Linked DNA regions of Mus musculus: all the other regions are linked to region 1. A link is a contact called in public HiChIP or PLAC-seq and promoter capture Hi-C data. All regions are on one chromosome and are shown on one strand. Each heading gives the region's core, a stretch centred on a gene start, on an enhancer-like site or on the middle of the called end of the contact. The rest is flanking DNA. Distances are from core to core; before and after follow the strand shown.

The links. Promoter capture Hi-C pulls out the DNA fragments that hold promoters and counts their contacts. HiChIP or PLAC-seq counts read pairs in DNA pulled down with a chosen protein or histone mark.
Region 2: a promoter capture Hi-C map of second pharyngeal arch cranial neural crest shows a contact between it and region 1. The contact joins the promoter of Mab21l1 here to the promoter of Tsc22d2 in region 1. A contact is called at or near these places in 2 of 39 promoter capture datasets (cranial neural crest and second pharyngeal arch cranial neural crest), 1 of 484 Hi-C or Micro-C datasets (cerebellum) and 1 of 115 datasets of contacts at active chromatin or transcription factors (astrocytes).
Region 3: an H3K4me3 HiChIP or PLAC-seq map of stem cell-derived neural progenitor cells shows a contact between it and region 1, with 9 times the contacts expected there. The contact joins the promoter of Nbea here to the promoter of Tsc22d2 in region 1.

The regions. Positions count from the first base shown.
Region 1 is chr3:58,412,383-58,417,317 of GRCm38.p6, reverse strand. It overlaps Tsc22d2 (TSC22 domain family, member 2), which reads right to left and starts at 2,598. Exons shown (of 4, transcript NM_001081229.2): 1 at 1-2,598. The coding sequence starts at 1,629.
Region 2 is chr3:55,779,747-55,784,681 of GRCm38.p6, reverse strand. It overlaps Mab21l1 (mab-21-like 1), which reads right to left and starts at 2,172. Exons shown (of 1, transcript NM_010750.3): 1 at 1-2,172. The coding sequence starts at 1,688. The coding sequence ends at 609. All of the region lies in intron 41 of Nbea (neurobeachin), which reads left to right.
Region 3 is chr3:56,181,371-56,186,305 of GRCm38.p6, reverse strand. It overlaps Nbea (neurobeachin), which reads left to right and starts at 2,605. Exons shown (of 58, transcript NM_030595.1): 1 at 2,605-3,334. The coding sequence starts at 3,071.

The DNA of each region.
Region 1 (4,935 bases), core at 1,349-3,848:
GATGACGCTGCTGCTCCGGCTGACTGGCGTATGGCTGCTCAGCTGCTGAGACTGGCCCAGAGGCGCGGGTACATTTGGCATAGTAACAGAAGTGGTGGGCACACTAGGCACGCTTGGAACGGGTACCGCTGCAGGCACGTTTGGAACTCCGGGCACCACGGTGTGAGGACCACCAGGCACGGCTGGCAGCTGACCACTGCCACCCATCTGCTGCGGAGGCTGCACGGGCTGGGGCTGCCCAACCCCAGTAAGCCCGGAGCCTGGCTGCACCACGCCTCCTAGAGCAGCTGGGGCCACTCCGGCCGGCTGACAAGGAGCGGCCTGGCCTACAGGAACCGGACCCGGGGCCACAGCTTCACTGGGCTGGGCGGAGGCGCCCATCATCTGGGCACCCAAGGAGGAGACGCTCTGGCCAGACCCCAGAGGAAAGCTGGCCGCGGAAGCAGAGGTGGCGCTAGCGCTGGTAGACAAGGGCTGCGCAGGGCTTGGCGGCTGCAGGGCCACGTGCGGCGGCAGGTACTCACTCTGGCCGGATGGCTGCATCGGCAACAAATGCCCGGGTGGTATCTGAGGCTGGGGATAGGCGAACTGCTGTGACAACGAGGAGCCGCCGGCCGGGCCGGGCTGAGCTGCCAGGGCCACAGGCTGCGCCAGGTTGACATTCGGCGGCGGCGGCAGCCCCTGACCGACAGGCCCGGGGAGGGCGCCTCCGGCCACGGCTCCCTGGAGCTGGGTTGGCTGAACGGCTGCTGTCATTGGCTGCGGCCCGGTCGCCGCTCCCGGGAACGGCGGCAGCGACGCCGAACTTGGAGCCACAGCCCCACCTACGGGCGGTGGAGGCTGCGGCTGCCCGACGCTGAAACTCTGCGGCTGGGCGAGAGTGGGCTGGCTCATTTTCTCCGACGGGGGTAGCTGTGACACAGCAGTCAAGGAGCTGTCAGTTCCCGAGTCCAGCCCGTGCGCCCCCTGCATGGAGGCCACCACCACCACCACCGACCCTCCGGTGGCTCCCAGGCCGCTGTCCCGCTCCGCAGTCTGCTCCAAAGTATTGCTGTGTCTAATGCAATCCCCGGACCTGGTGAGGACGCTGCTATCCGAATCCCGCTCGTAGTATTCCATACACGTCCATCGGCCGCGCCGGTACGGCTCCCCGCTCCCGTGGTCTAGTTTGATCACGCGGAAACGCGAACTACAAGTGGCAGGGGGCTGAGATGGAGTTGCACTACTCGGCCCAGGAGTGGACACCGAAGCGGCGGCCGCCGCCAGGGTCTGGGCGAGTGCCCCCGCCACGCTCCGGGCCGACACGCCACCGCCGCCTCCGTTGGCGGGCGCAGCTGAAGCGGCTGCCAGCTGCCCATCCAGGATGAGGTTCGGGGACACGGTCCCGGGAGTTTCCGCATCCCCGACATTGTTGAGCGTCTCTTCCGAGGAGCTACGCTCGCACACCTCCTCCGGGCCGTAATCCGTGGCCCGGGAAACGTCGAAGATCTCGGAGGACACGTCCTCCGTGCGCGACTCGTCCGGGTCGTCCAGGCTCTCGGTGTCCTCGGTGATGCTGGTGGCCACCTGAGCCGTGGTGACACTGGTGATCTGGAAGCAGCTCTTCTTCTTGGCCGGCATCTTGGACATGGTGGAAGAGGCTGGAGGGCAGAGGCTCCTCTGGGACCCCACCGGAAACCGAGAAGGGCCGAGCACGGGCCCCCAAAGACAAAGTCCGAGTTCGCGCCTGGGTCTACGGCCCACGCCGCCAAGTCACGGGCTGCTCTGGGCGCCGGCGTCTCGGCGCGACATCCTCCTCCTCCCTCCTCACCTCCCGCGGCAGGGGTGCCTCAATTCAACTCCTCAGCGACGGCCCGAGCGTGGTCCAGGGGCGGGCCGGCTGCTCCAACAGCTCAGCCTCCGCGGTCAGTCCAGCCCGGCGCTCGGCGCGGTCAGCAGGCCCGGCTGGGGGTGGAGCGCAGGGCGCAGGAGGCGGCGGCGGCGGCGTGAGGGGCGGTTCTGCCCCGCTCGGGCTCTCCTGGCCGGGTCCCGCGGCTGCTCCCGCGCGGCGACGCGGAGGAAGAAGGCGGAGCGGCGAGGCCGGGACCGGCGCTTCCTGACGGACGGGGCTGGAGGTCCGCGGCGGGAGGCAGCCCTCCGTCCCGGGCTCTAGCCCGAGCGCAGTCCGGGGGCCATGCCGGCGGTGGCGGCGGAAGCCCGCTCGGGGGCGGGGAAGGCCGGCAGTCTGGCCTCCCTCAGGGAGCCACCCGCGGCGGCGGCGGGCCCGGCCTCCTCGCGGCTCTGAGGCGCGTGAGGGGCGGCGGCGGCGGCTGAAGGAACGGCAAGCGAGCGGAGGTGCTCGGCGGCGTGAGGGGAACCGGTGGCGGCGCCTTCCGCTTCTCCGCGGCGCGGCCGGCTCGGAGACTCCGGAGGGAAAAAACAAAACAAAACAAAACAGAAATTCAAACTGCTGAAGCAGCGGCTGCAGCTCCCTCCACTCGGCCAAGATGGGGCTGAAATGGCCGCGCCAGGGATGCTGGGAGGAGCAGCAGCCCCGCAGCCGCTGCCGCCGCAGACTAAAATGCCGCCGCTGCCGCAGCCACCGCCAGCGCCGCAGCCGCCGCCGTTCCGTGACGCGCCGGCGTCGTGACGTCACCGCCCCGCCCCCTCCGGTTTCCTGCGGCTTCGCGTGGAGGCTTGAGGGGGGTTCGTGGGCGGGGCCAAGGGGGTAGAGAAAAGGGAGCGGGTTCTTTTATTTAAAAAATTTTTAAATTTAAATTTCCACACTGCAGGTTCACTAGGAGAGGAAAAGCCAGAAGACGGTTTTAATTTGTAAGCCTGGGGCATCGCATGGTTTAGGGCCGGCGTGTGGCGATCCTGGATGACTGGAGGTCATGTGCTCGGTCTAATGTTTAGCATAGTCTTAGAGGAACCTGGGCGATAGGGGAAAAAAGTAGGGCGATCCAGCTGCCGAAGAGGTGCATAGCTGGAGAAAGCGAACCGGGTTAAAAGTCCTGAAAATATATGTTAACTAGGATAGTGGGAGAAGTGAGATTTAAGAGAAACGAGGGTGACTAACACAGAACATCAAGCCAGACTGAGTTAGAAAGATGATCTTTCAGACAGAAATTCTGTCTATAAAAAGCGGCGGCGACAGGGATGGTTACTTGCCCAAAGTAAAGTCGGTTTCGAAAAAGATTAGGAGTTAATAACATATTCCAAATTTTCACTTGTTGTGGTTCAAGGCTGGAAGAGTTCATTTAAACTTTCGAGACGTTGAACATGAAATCTGCTTATAGGTTCCAACGTTGAAAAGCCTACAGTGTTAAATAAGTGTAGCTCTTTTGATTGTTCTAAGGCTCCTGTTAGAGCCATGTTGTTCTTTGGTTTGCTTTGGATCATGCACAGTAAGAGAATACCTTTTTCTTCCACTACTAAGTCAGACAGCAGCTCTGAAAGTGCCACTGAATTTTTCCATCTTGTAGCTACTTCCCAATCAAAATCGAGTCTTGTTGTTATGAGACCTCTTGTAGCCCAGGCTACTTACTTAAACCAAAGTGGCCTTGAACTTGTAGTGAGCTTCCTGCCTCTGCCTCCCAAGTGCTGGCAAGTGTCTCCACATTGGGAGAGTGAGGATGTTATTTTAAACACCGACCACTCTTGAACTCTTGACACATGAAAACAACTCTAAGTTAGCTAAAATCTGAGAAGTTTTGCTGGAAATTAAGATGTCAGATTTGTTGCAGCTTTTAGAGATCATATCAGGCTGACTCGTTTAAAGTAGTTTACTCAGTTCTCTAATCTTTAAAGAACTCTTTGATCCAAAAACGGATTGAAAATTAAAATTTACACAACACTTTCTAGGTATTTAGCTGTAATGTATGGAGATAGATATTTTAAACTCAATAGAAACTGTCCTTCAAACCCAAGTGACAGAGGTCAGTATATAAACCAATACCTCACAGTAACATCCCTGCTTCTTGAGGGGGGCAGAAGAAAAAAGAAAATAAGTGTTACATGCTGGTGTTATTGTGGCCGAGATAGCTGAGGGAATGCTTCATTTCTAAATCTATAATTTCAGTAATTTCTCAAGACAGTACGTAGAAATAATTGGCTTGTTAATCCAATGTGAATTTATAAGAGATTATTTTAATGCTGATGTTAAAATTAATTATCAGTGGGTATTGTTGACCATAGGAGTTTCAGAAAAATAAAAACCACATGCTTGATCGTGACATTACATTATCTTATTAAATTTCCTTTTCTGATTATTAGGGTGGTATTCTTCAGCCACACGTTAAAGGGGGAAGAGTAATCTGTAAGTGTTCATTCTTTTTGGTTTTTTTTTTTTTTTTTTTGTTTTTTCGGGACAGGGTTTCTCTGTATAGCCCTGGCTGTCCTGGAACTCACTTTGTAGACCAGGCAGGCCTCGAACTCAGAGATCCACCTGCCTCTGCCTCCCAAGTGCTGGGATTAAAGGCGTGCGCCACCACGCCCGGCTGTAAGTGTTCATTCTAACAACAGGTGGAATCTACCATGACATGAAAGTAAACATAAAACTAATTTGAAGAAATGGGAACAACATTTCTGCTACAAAGGGAGTAGAAAATGTTAACAAGACATTTTAGGATTATAAAGTTTGAATATTTAGATGTTTCGTGAAATGTGTGTATGTGTTTAACTGTTTTCTTGAAAATAGCATTTTCCAAACATTTAAAGATCCTACTTTTGTATATTTTCCCTTTAAAAAAAATGTAGAACTCGTGAAGTTGAGACAGATGGATCACTTGAGCCCGGGAAGTTCAGGCCAGTCACCTCTCCACCTCATTGATACCCTGTTTCTTAATAAGCAAGCAAACCCTAGGTAAAAAAAAAAAAAAAAAAAAAAAAAAAAAAAAAAAAAAGGAAAAGAAAAATGAAGAGAATTTTATACTTTAGACTGTTGGGGAGAAATGA
Region 2 (4,935 bases), core at 923-3,422, 2.6 Mb after region 1:
TTACGGAATGTTAGAACAAGCAATATATTTGAAACAAAATGTAAACTTTTGTTTTAAGTTCAGACACTTGAAAGACAGGTAAAGTACCAGGAGGAAATCTACCTTTAAATGCATCTCTGTTCTGTGGGAAATGTCTGAAAGTTTCCAAAATGGTAATTTCAGTTCTGATCACCAAATCACAAAACACCAATATCCACACTTTCAAAGACAACATGAGATCACAACTTTTGTTACAGATCAAAATATACATTACACTTTGCTTCCGATGGTACATCCGGGCCCTGTTTGCTGGAAGGCAGCCGCACCTAAGTCTCAAGATTACTATAATCCTTTGCTGGAGTTGGCCATGGTCTTGCATTGCAGCCAGCTGTTTTGGGGTGTTGTGCACTTTTCGGGGGAGCTGGGGGATGCCTCCATAAAGATGCTTGTGGTGTGGTTTTTCCCCTGTGTGAGATGATGGTTAAATGTTGTGTTGTTACTCCTTTTAAAGGAAGAGATTGTTTGCACTGTCTCGAGAAATAGTACATAGGAATCAACCAGGAAGTTTTCATTTCGTCGGGACTTTGAGAAGAATGCTCATTCTTGTCAGCCCTGGATTAGATCATCCTCTAAAGTTTTTCCAAACTTTTTGGGTTGGTCAGGATCTCTCTTGCCAGTCGCCACGTTTGTTTAGCAGCGTTTTCCAAGGCCGAGTGGGGTTTGCCTTGAAACAGATCTAAGTTCGGTAAGAAGTAATGGGGACACCGCCGGCACTGCAGGCATGAGATGAGCTGCAGAAGAATTCCGTTCAGCCGATCGCCCAGGCAAGATTCGTCCCAGTCCGACTCTCGAGGATGCTTCTCGCACTCGTAGGACACCAGAGTCTTCATGTGGTAGTTGTTCAGGGGCTGGCCTGGCAACTCCAGGTGGCGATCACGCAGGGTTTTCAGGATAGAGAGGCATTTCTTCCTGCAGCCCCCCATCTGCAGTCTGTTCTCGGCCTCTGCAAACTGCAGCACCCAAGCATCGCTCTCAGCCGAACTCTGCTTGCCGGCCAGGGAGTGGCACTCCTTGGACAACAAATTGAACCCTTCAGCCTTAACCTCTGCCACCCGGTTGGGTCCTGGCCAGGGGATGTGGGGAAGCGGCCAGTGGGCAGCACTCCGCGGCCAAATCCCGGTGCATTTAAAGGCCGGGGTGATCTGCACCACATACCTATCTCGGATTCTCAGTTTCACTTCGCTCGTGTCAGCCACCATCTTTACTACATCTCTGTAGCTACACTTGTCCACCGCCTGAGCCACCAGTGTCTGAAACCTGGAACGGATTTTGCGTGCCGAGAGGTAGCCAGAGGCGGTGATGAATTCCACCCAGAGGGACATGCTCCTCTTGCGCCCATCGCTCAGTTTCAGCACCGCACAGCCAGGCAGGGAGCCGTCGTCCACGAAGTTAAACACCCCCATCTGGTTCAGATAGAGTACCACCTCGAACTCGGTGGGAGAGATAACCTCCAGGCCCTCGTAGCGGTTGTCCATCTCATTGAGGGAGCTGATGAAACGCGGTTCCTGCACTTCAACCTCCTTCAGGACGTCGGAGACCACTTTGCAGACTTCCCGGATGGTTTTGGCGATGGCAGCTTTCCTGGCCTGGCATTTCTCGTTGTAGTACTTATTCAGGTGGTAGACCAGCTTGGCCTGGGCCGCGATCATGTTGGGGCAGAGATCCGGATTGTACACCGGAGTCTCGCAATAGGCTGTGGGATCCAATGCGGCTGCTAGCGCTGGAGCCAACTTCGGTGGAGAAAGGGGACCACGCTCAAAAGGCACCGAGCCTCTCTCGGACTAGCTGCAGCAGGGGGCCGCCCTGCCCTGCTGGCCTTTTTTCCCCCGCTCGAGACTAGCGGGTCTTAAAGTGAAAGGCTGAGCTCTCCCCTTTTCTCCCCTCCGCTAAAGAATCCGTGTCAGAGAGAGACGCGTGGAGAGAGCACCTTCTCGGTAATAAAAACAAAAGTTATGCTGAGACCCAGCAAAGCTCTTCCAGTAGTCAAAATAATCACCCCTTTCCGTATTTATTTACGTTTTCCCGTAATCATGGTGTGTGCAGGACTGTTAATCAGGTAGAGGAAAAGTGTGCAGAGTGTGCGTCGGGGGTGAGTGTGTGTCTGTCAGAAGAAGCTGCTGTTGGTTTGTGTAAGAGCCCAGATGCACTCGTGTGGAAATTATAAAGGCAGGGCCAGGCAGGCGGGCGGCCAATCGCCACTGGGCTCGTCACGACAGCCTCCTCCAGCTTCAGCCCGGCTAATTAATCCCCCCTCGTGGATAGAAGCATAGAAACCAAAGGTAGGAAACTGCTGCCGGCAGAAACCCACCCAGGCCACCTAGACAGGTTGAAAAGCAAGATGAAATCTCCCAGCTTTGGTATAACTTGAAGCATATTGACATTTGGAAAAGACTTGGTGAAGACAAGTGGTTCTCTTTGCTGAAAAGCCCACTTGTCTGTTCACCTCTGATGAGCTATCCAGTTGTACTAATGGTCATCCACCAATTAGCGAAGTCAAAGGGGCTTCTAGAACAAAGTCACTAACTTGCATTTAGAGTAAGGTAATTAATGCCCGTTAATCCCTGGGGTCTTTTTAGTGCAAGTTAGAACTTTGCTTACTGACTGACTGCTGGCTTCAGCTGGGGGAGTTCTTTAGTCTTCACTCGTGTTCGTGTTCGCAGTCAGAATGTTTCCAAACCTTAGGCAGAGTCTCTTCTCTTTTTAACCTAGGTTTTCCCCATTTGCATTTGCTGAGAGGAATTTAAGAAGTATTGCTCAACGGAGTCGATGATATCTACCCAACTAAAAATGGAGCCTTTTAATTAAAACAAGTTCACCTGTTTGCAGTTTCCCTTGTCTGTAGCTAGATTGGCCAGTGCTGAAATACCAGACAGCAGATAGGGCTGTATGCTGTAGTGGAAACACTTCCTGAAGGTGTTTTCTGAGATTTAGAGAAAGCTTGAGTGCCATCTCATAGTGAGCTGTCTTGTAGAGAAGGATCTAGAGAATTCACAGAGATGAGCTTGCTTGGCACTGGAAGGTGTGGCCATTACAGTTTGTTTGCCCCTGCAGGCTTAAAGATGGATCTTCCACCTCAGAAACCCTCAGTGGTGACCAACAGTAGGTTCCTAATCTTATGGGATGTAATAATTTGATTATGAGAAAATGGCTAATGGCTTCCAAAAAAAATAATTTGTAACCATTCAGGTTAGGGATTTTTATTATTTATTTAAGTTTCATCTTGGAAATTTCAAAGAAATGAGCTTTTCTTTTTGGAACCTGAGGAGCTTTTGGATTTTGGAACCCTAGGGAGGGTTTTATAGGTCGCTCTTCCTTCCAGTACCATGACCAGTTGAGTCCTCAGTGCACATGAACTAAAGATAGGGTAGTTAGGGCTTATGTCGTAGTTTTCAGTTCTCTGCCTTTAGTACAAAGTTCTGTTAATTTCAAATTAAGAGAATTTTCAGTGCCCGGGTATGGTAGCACCTGTGTACGCACTGTTAATGGGCTACTGCTGAAGACTCCCACCTTTTAAGCATCACAGGGCCAGCTCTAATTTCGTTTCTTGTTACCCAAGAGTGATAGATTCCGAATTAGATTAAAATAGTACATCACATTTGGCGCTTAGATGGCCTCCTACTCCATTCCCCAAGACCATTCCCTTGGGAGAGGGAACTGGGGACCTGCAAAGCCCCTCCCCAGTTTGCAGGCATCGCGGGTGAATGCGCAGCTACCTTTTGGCAGCTGAAGAGGGGCTGGAAGAGGCAACCCAGAGCGCCAGATCAACAAGAAAGAGCTGTGCGGCAGGCAGGGAGCAGCCGCTGGGGACGCGTAGTTCCCCAGGATGGGGTGCGACGGGCAAGCGCTCTCCCCACAACCCTTGCGTATACCCTACCCCACCCAGCTGTCTTCCTTGGCTCATCTGCTCTCAGGCTAATTGTAAAGCTTTCTGGGTGTCTGGATGACCCCCACTCACATCCATCGCTGCAAAACACTCTCGGTGCCCTTCGCTCTCATCGCCTGCCCGCCCTCGAATGGCCCCAGCCAAGCGTGTGCTGTACTCAGAACACCCAGGAATACTTGGCCCTCACCTTCCCGGGTGAGCGCGCGCCCCGTGCCTCACCCCGGACTATGGGACTCGATGTAGCTTCGACGCCGAGGCCTTGGTTCCCTCAGTCCAACAGAAGGACTCAGGATCCCACGGCCGCCGACTGCAGCCAGGCGCAGGTGGCGCATCTTTCTGGGCTCGCTGTGCGGCTTAATTGGGTTAAGGCGAAGCTAAACACCGAAGCATTCTGCGCAAACTAATTGATGCAACTGAGGCCTTTTCCGAACGATTTTCGCTTGGAGCAAGAGGACTAAGAAACTAGAGTGTTGCGGGCCAGGCTGGCCAGCGTCCTGAAGCACCCTCCACGCCCGGAGCCGACAGTGATTTACATAAAACCGGACACTGGGCGGCTGCTGTCCCTGTGGGTTGACTGGGAGGCTTAGAATAAAGCTAGATTGTCTCTCTAGCTGCTGCTACCCAGATCGTCCGCTACCCGCTACCCGTAGTCCGAGAAATGAATTGTGCCTGTAGCTGAATCCTTTCCATAATCTCAGCACCTCTCCTTGTTGAAGAAAAACTAAACCGCACTGATGACTGCTTCCTTCCGTGCTTACTTTAATTGAATTGTCCATGGAGAGGAATTAAAATTAATGATGTATTTTTGTGTAATTCACCTGATTTTAATCGAAGTTTTGGCGTTAGATATCTCGTATACCGGTAAATTATTTAACTACTTGATAGTAATTTTAATTTTTTAAAAAAATGACCCATTGGATTGTTTGAACTGCTGATGTGATACACAATGTAATATAAAGTCTGTTTTATTATATGTAAGAATTGAATTGACGCTAGACAATTTTTAAAATACA
Region 3 (4,935 bases), core at 1,356-3,855, 2.2 Mb after region 1:
CTGCTGGCTTCATGGCACAAAGGTGCCTGTGCATTTGGAGCATTTTCTGTGTACATTAAGGCACCTGTAATAGTCTTCAATTTTGTGCATTCCAGAATACATATTTTTATACCATTGACTTATTTTTTTTAATATATTGACTTCCTGGTTAGCTTTTAATGTTTAAAATAATATTTCTTTAAATAGGAAATACGAAAGCCACCTATTTCAGCTGGTAATTTGCGAATTTGTAATAGACATGCAAATGTCTGTTAGCTGGTAATGATTAGCCTGTGTCAAATGAGGTGAAAATGCTGAATTTCTGGGTTGTGTTTGTGTTCTGTGCTTAAGAGTAAAATTAGTGGTTAAAAAATGGGGTGTAAGGGTCCAAATGTTGAAGAAAACTAAAGTTTAAATTGGATGAATGCATTGTAAACAGGTTGTAATTGGTCTTTCATGTGTGTGTCTATAGGCCACTCTACACACATAGTTCCTGTATGAGGGATACAAAGATGTATTTTACTATATACTAGTTGCTGCTGAACTGACATCATTTCATTGGTAGGATAGGTCTAATCATGTCTGTTAAAGGAATGAGGATACTGAAGTTCACATAGCCTGAGTAGATTGCACAGATAGTTAAAGGATGATTCAGAACCATGCCCAATTTTTTTTTTTTAAAGAGGGCAAGGAGCTGATAATCTACAGAATACATTACTAGCAAGCTTAAAAATATTTCTGAAATTTAATAAAGTGTGCTTTTTCTACTTTGAGCAGGGATTATTTTCTTTACCTGTTCTTCATCTCCAGTAACTGAAAACGAACAAGGAAAACAAAACTGAAATGAACACACCTATTGCCTGAGACACATAACAGAAAATTAAGAGCAGTCAAAGGGGTGTCAAGCTATGCACTAAAAAAGGAAAAGGGAAGATCAGGTTGTCAGTCTCTCTCAAAGCTCTCATTCAAGATGTCTAGAATAAAGCAAGAAGTACAACTTACTGTATATCTATTTATATGTACTTCATATATGTACACATCAGATATGTATGTGTGTGTGTATATATAGATTAAGATAACCTTTCAGCTTGGATTTTATAACTTAAGAGAGATATGGCATTTTAAATTTGCAACTGAAGTAGTTCTTATAGAACTAGATGATGCTTGCCTGAGCCAGGCACAGAAATTGTTGGTAGTTCTAAAAGTCACAGTTCTTTTTATTGTTTTTGTTTTCTAATACAGGGTTTCTCTGTGTAGCCCTGGTTGTCCTGGAACTAAAATCTGTAGACAGGGCTGTCCTGGAATTTAAAGATCTGCTTGCCTCTACCTCCCTAGTGCTGGGGTTAAAGGCTTGCTCCACAACCATCTAGTATCACTGGAATTCTTAATTGCCAAACTCTGAAGTCTTAAGGCTCTGCAAATTCCTCAAGCAGTTTTAATGATGTAAGCATGTTATAATTCCATTACTATTTTGTTTAAATAGACATACCAATTTACCACTTTTTTCAGGTACTTTTGTGCAACTACTTTAAAAAATTAATCAATTCAGTGGGAGTTTGTACCACTAATAAACATATAACCAAGAACTAATTGAAAATACAGGTATTAAGAAAGTTTGCCCTATGGTACTTTTGAAATGTTTATAAGATCCTGTATCATGGGAGTTACCAGTCAAAGAAGATGAATAGTAATAAATTATGCATTATGATTCATTTGTATACTGACCATTTCTTTGTTTGGGATGACAATTTAAATGATTTGAATACACCTTAGGATTTCTAATGTTTCTGGTGACTGGCAATATGTCTTTATCGAAAAGGGCTGACCACTTGAAATATTAAAGAAACTATATCCTTGATGTCAAGGAAGAAACCACCAGTCATACTTACGTGGTTTTAACTCAGTGCCATCAGAGATATTGCCATGTGCGTGTTATAATGTTTTCAATTGAAATTTTCTCACGGACTAAGGCTGGTCGTGAGGACCTCCAATGTATTTTGATAATTCATACAATTCTTGTGAACCTCATACGCCTATGGAAAAGGGAGATCACCCACCCACTGGCATCATACCTGAGGATCTTTGGGGATTTCTAGCAGGGGATTTGCTGCACCTACCCAACCACCTCATGAGGGTAGTCAGGGAGGCGAGTTCAAGAACTAGCTTGGCAGAGAGGCTCCCGGTTTGACAGCATCTATTTTAAGCCGCGCCCGTGTGAGCAGGTGTCAGCCTCTCCACGGGCTGTGGCAAGAGCCCGGCGACATTGGGCCTGTCTCCAGACCCCCGCAGCGAGGTGGGGCCGCGGACCCAAGGTGGACCAGGAGGAGGCAAAGGCGGCCGGGAGCAGGTGGCCCTCCACTCACCGCACGTGGCCCGCACGGCGAGGCCGAGGGGGAAGGAGAGCGGACGGGCGAGCCCTGTCCTTCCCCTCGCGACTCCTCCCCGCGCACCTGCTCACCTGTCGGCCCGGTCCCAGCGCGTGGGGGAGGGACGAGGGGTGAGGGATGCGGAGGAGGAGCGCCGGGAGAAAGAGGGGGTGCAGCGAGGACTCCGCCCCCCCCAAGCTGCGCGCAGGCGCAGTGGCCGCTACCGCAGGCAGGGGGCGGCAACATGGCGGAGTGAGCGGCGGCGTCGGGGCTTCACAACAACAGCGGCGCCGGTGGCAGCGGCCCGAGCTTTGGCCCCCGGCGGAGGGCGGAGGGCCGTGCGAGACGAGGCGGCATCCTCGCGGGGGGCCGGGCCGGCGGTAGCGAGCCGGGGAGATCGGTGCAGAGAGCGCCGAGGCGATCTGCGAGGAGCTCCGTGAGGCGAGCGCTGAGGCGGACCGTGAGCTCGCTGGGGAGACAGCTGCGGCAAGCCCGGGAGGAGACCTCGGAAGCGACCCTTGAGGCTGTCCCCGGAGGCGGTCGGCGAGGCGCCGCGCACGGCTGCCGGGCCCGGCTGAGGCGCGGACGGGAGCGGGCCCGGCGCCGCGGCGCTGGTGGATGCTGGGGCTGCGAGGCGCCGGCCGGGGGGCGGGGGCCGCGGCGGGGATAACGGAACCGGCGGAGGCGGCGCGGCGGCGCTGCACAGCTCCTCAGCAGCGGGGCGGATGGCGAGCGACAAGCCGGGCCCGGGGCTCGAGCCGCAGCCCGTCGCGCTCCTGGCCGTCGGGGCCGGCGGCGGTGCAGGCGGCGGAGGCGCCATGGGGGAGCCTCGGGGGGCGGCCGGCTCCGGCCCGGTGGTGCTGCCGGCGGGCATGATCAACCCTTCGGTGCCGATCCGCAACATCCGTATGAAATTCGCCGTTCTGATCGGACTCATACAGGTCGGCGAGGTCAGCAACAGGGACATCGTGGAGACCGTGCTCAACCTGGTAAGCGCCCCCCCTCCCAACCCCGGGCGTCCGCGCCCTGCCTCCCCGCGTCCCTCAGCCTCCTGTCCGTCCGCCCGCCCGCCCGCCCGCGCGCAGCCACGGCCGCGCCACCTCCCTCCTGTCACCCGCGCGGTGCCCAACTCAACCCGGCACTTCCGACGAGTGGTCGGTCCTTAGGGCCTGGGCCGTGAGTGGAGGTGTGAAGCGGCCCTCAGGTCCTTTGGGAGTTTCTTCTCCCCATCTCTTAATTGTCCGTGTTGTGGCTCTGAGAGGGTGACAGCCCGGCCCCTAGAGCCCGAGTCCCCCCAAGCGCCCCAGCCCCCACCCCCTCCCGTGCTCCTGAAATGGGAGAAGCGCACTGGTTCCAACTTGAGCAGCTGGGGTGCTGGGTTTTCCAGGGAGGACGACGAATGATGCAGATTTTGCATCTGTCTTTAAATACATTCCGTGGCAGTGATGGAGCGTGTTGTGCCTGTACTCACCCCTACCTCCATCTCTAGGCAATCTTCACCTCTTTGTAGTATCTCTCCAGATATGCTGATCTCTTACCTTTACGGGTGTGGGGCGCAGAAGGTGTTAAAATGTAAGGGGGGCACCGGATCTTACAGGTTGGTTTCTATGGTTGCGGTGGCTTGAGGATAAAGACCAGAAGAAAGATTTGAAAGGCAGCCTAGGTTTTGGCTCCTTTCATGGTAAGAGAGTTACTGCAGAAGTGTGTATGACTTAATGTTCTGCGCTAGCTACAGAGAACCTAAACAATGTTGAAGATGACTTGGTCCAGCAGAAGGAGAGGAAGAGCCAAAATAGAGCATAATTGAGGCTAGGTCATGGCTTTTGCGCTTTGCAAATGCATTTCTTTTGTTTTTGGTTTTGCCTTTCTTCAGCAAAGCTTCTTAAAAACCCGGCTTCCTCTGCATTGTCTAGCCTTTGACATTCAGTAAGGCTGGGTTTGGGAAGGCAAGGTGTGAGTCAGTAACAGTCAGTTGACCATTGTATTTGGTGTGAAGTCGCAGGAATATAAAGAAAAATGCTTGCTGGGGATTTTTATAACACTCATGAGGTCTGACTTTTCAGAGAAGCAATTATTTCTGTTTGGTGCCTTTGGAAAATTGAAAGAAAACTGCTGCTGTGGCAGTGGTACCCTGAGACGTGGATTAGATAACTCTGTTGTTTTTGCACCTTTGAAATTCGTGGAAAAGTTGGAGTACTTTTTGTCTTCTTTTTGCTAGTGTGTCAACTCAAAGCTAGGTCACCTGCCATTGCTTCTCTGTATGTATTGCAGCTTGAATGCAAAACTCCGTCAAATAAGTCACCACAAAAATCAGTGTAAGTTTGTGAGATTGTCATCCTATAGGTGTAACCAGTTCTTTTCAAAACACTAATGGGATTTTCTGGGGGCGGGGGTGGTGGTGGCAGCGGTGAGAGGTAGTTTTACCTTGCTTCTTAAAGATAATTATTTTTATTGCTTCTTCTTCTTCTTCTTTTTTTTTTTTTATAGAAGAAAAGCTGGGCCATCTCAAGGAACAATATTAACATATTAGCTGCTACTCAATTTATGTATATTTAAAGAACACACACATTTTGAGTGTTTCCGTTTTTCT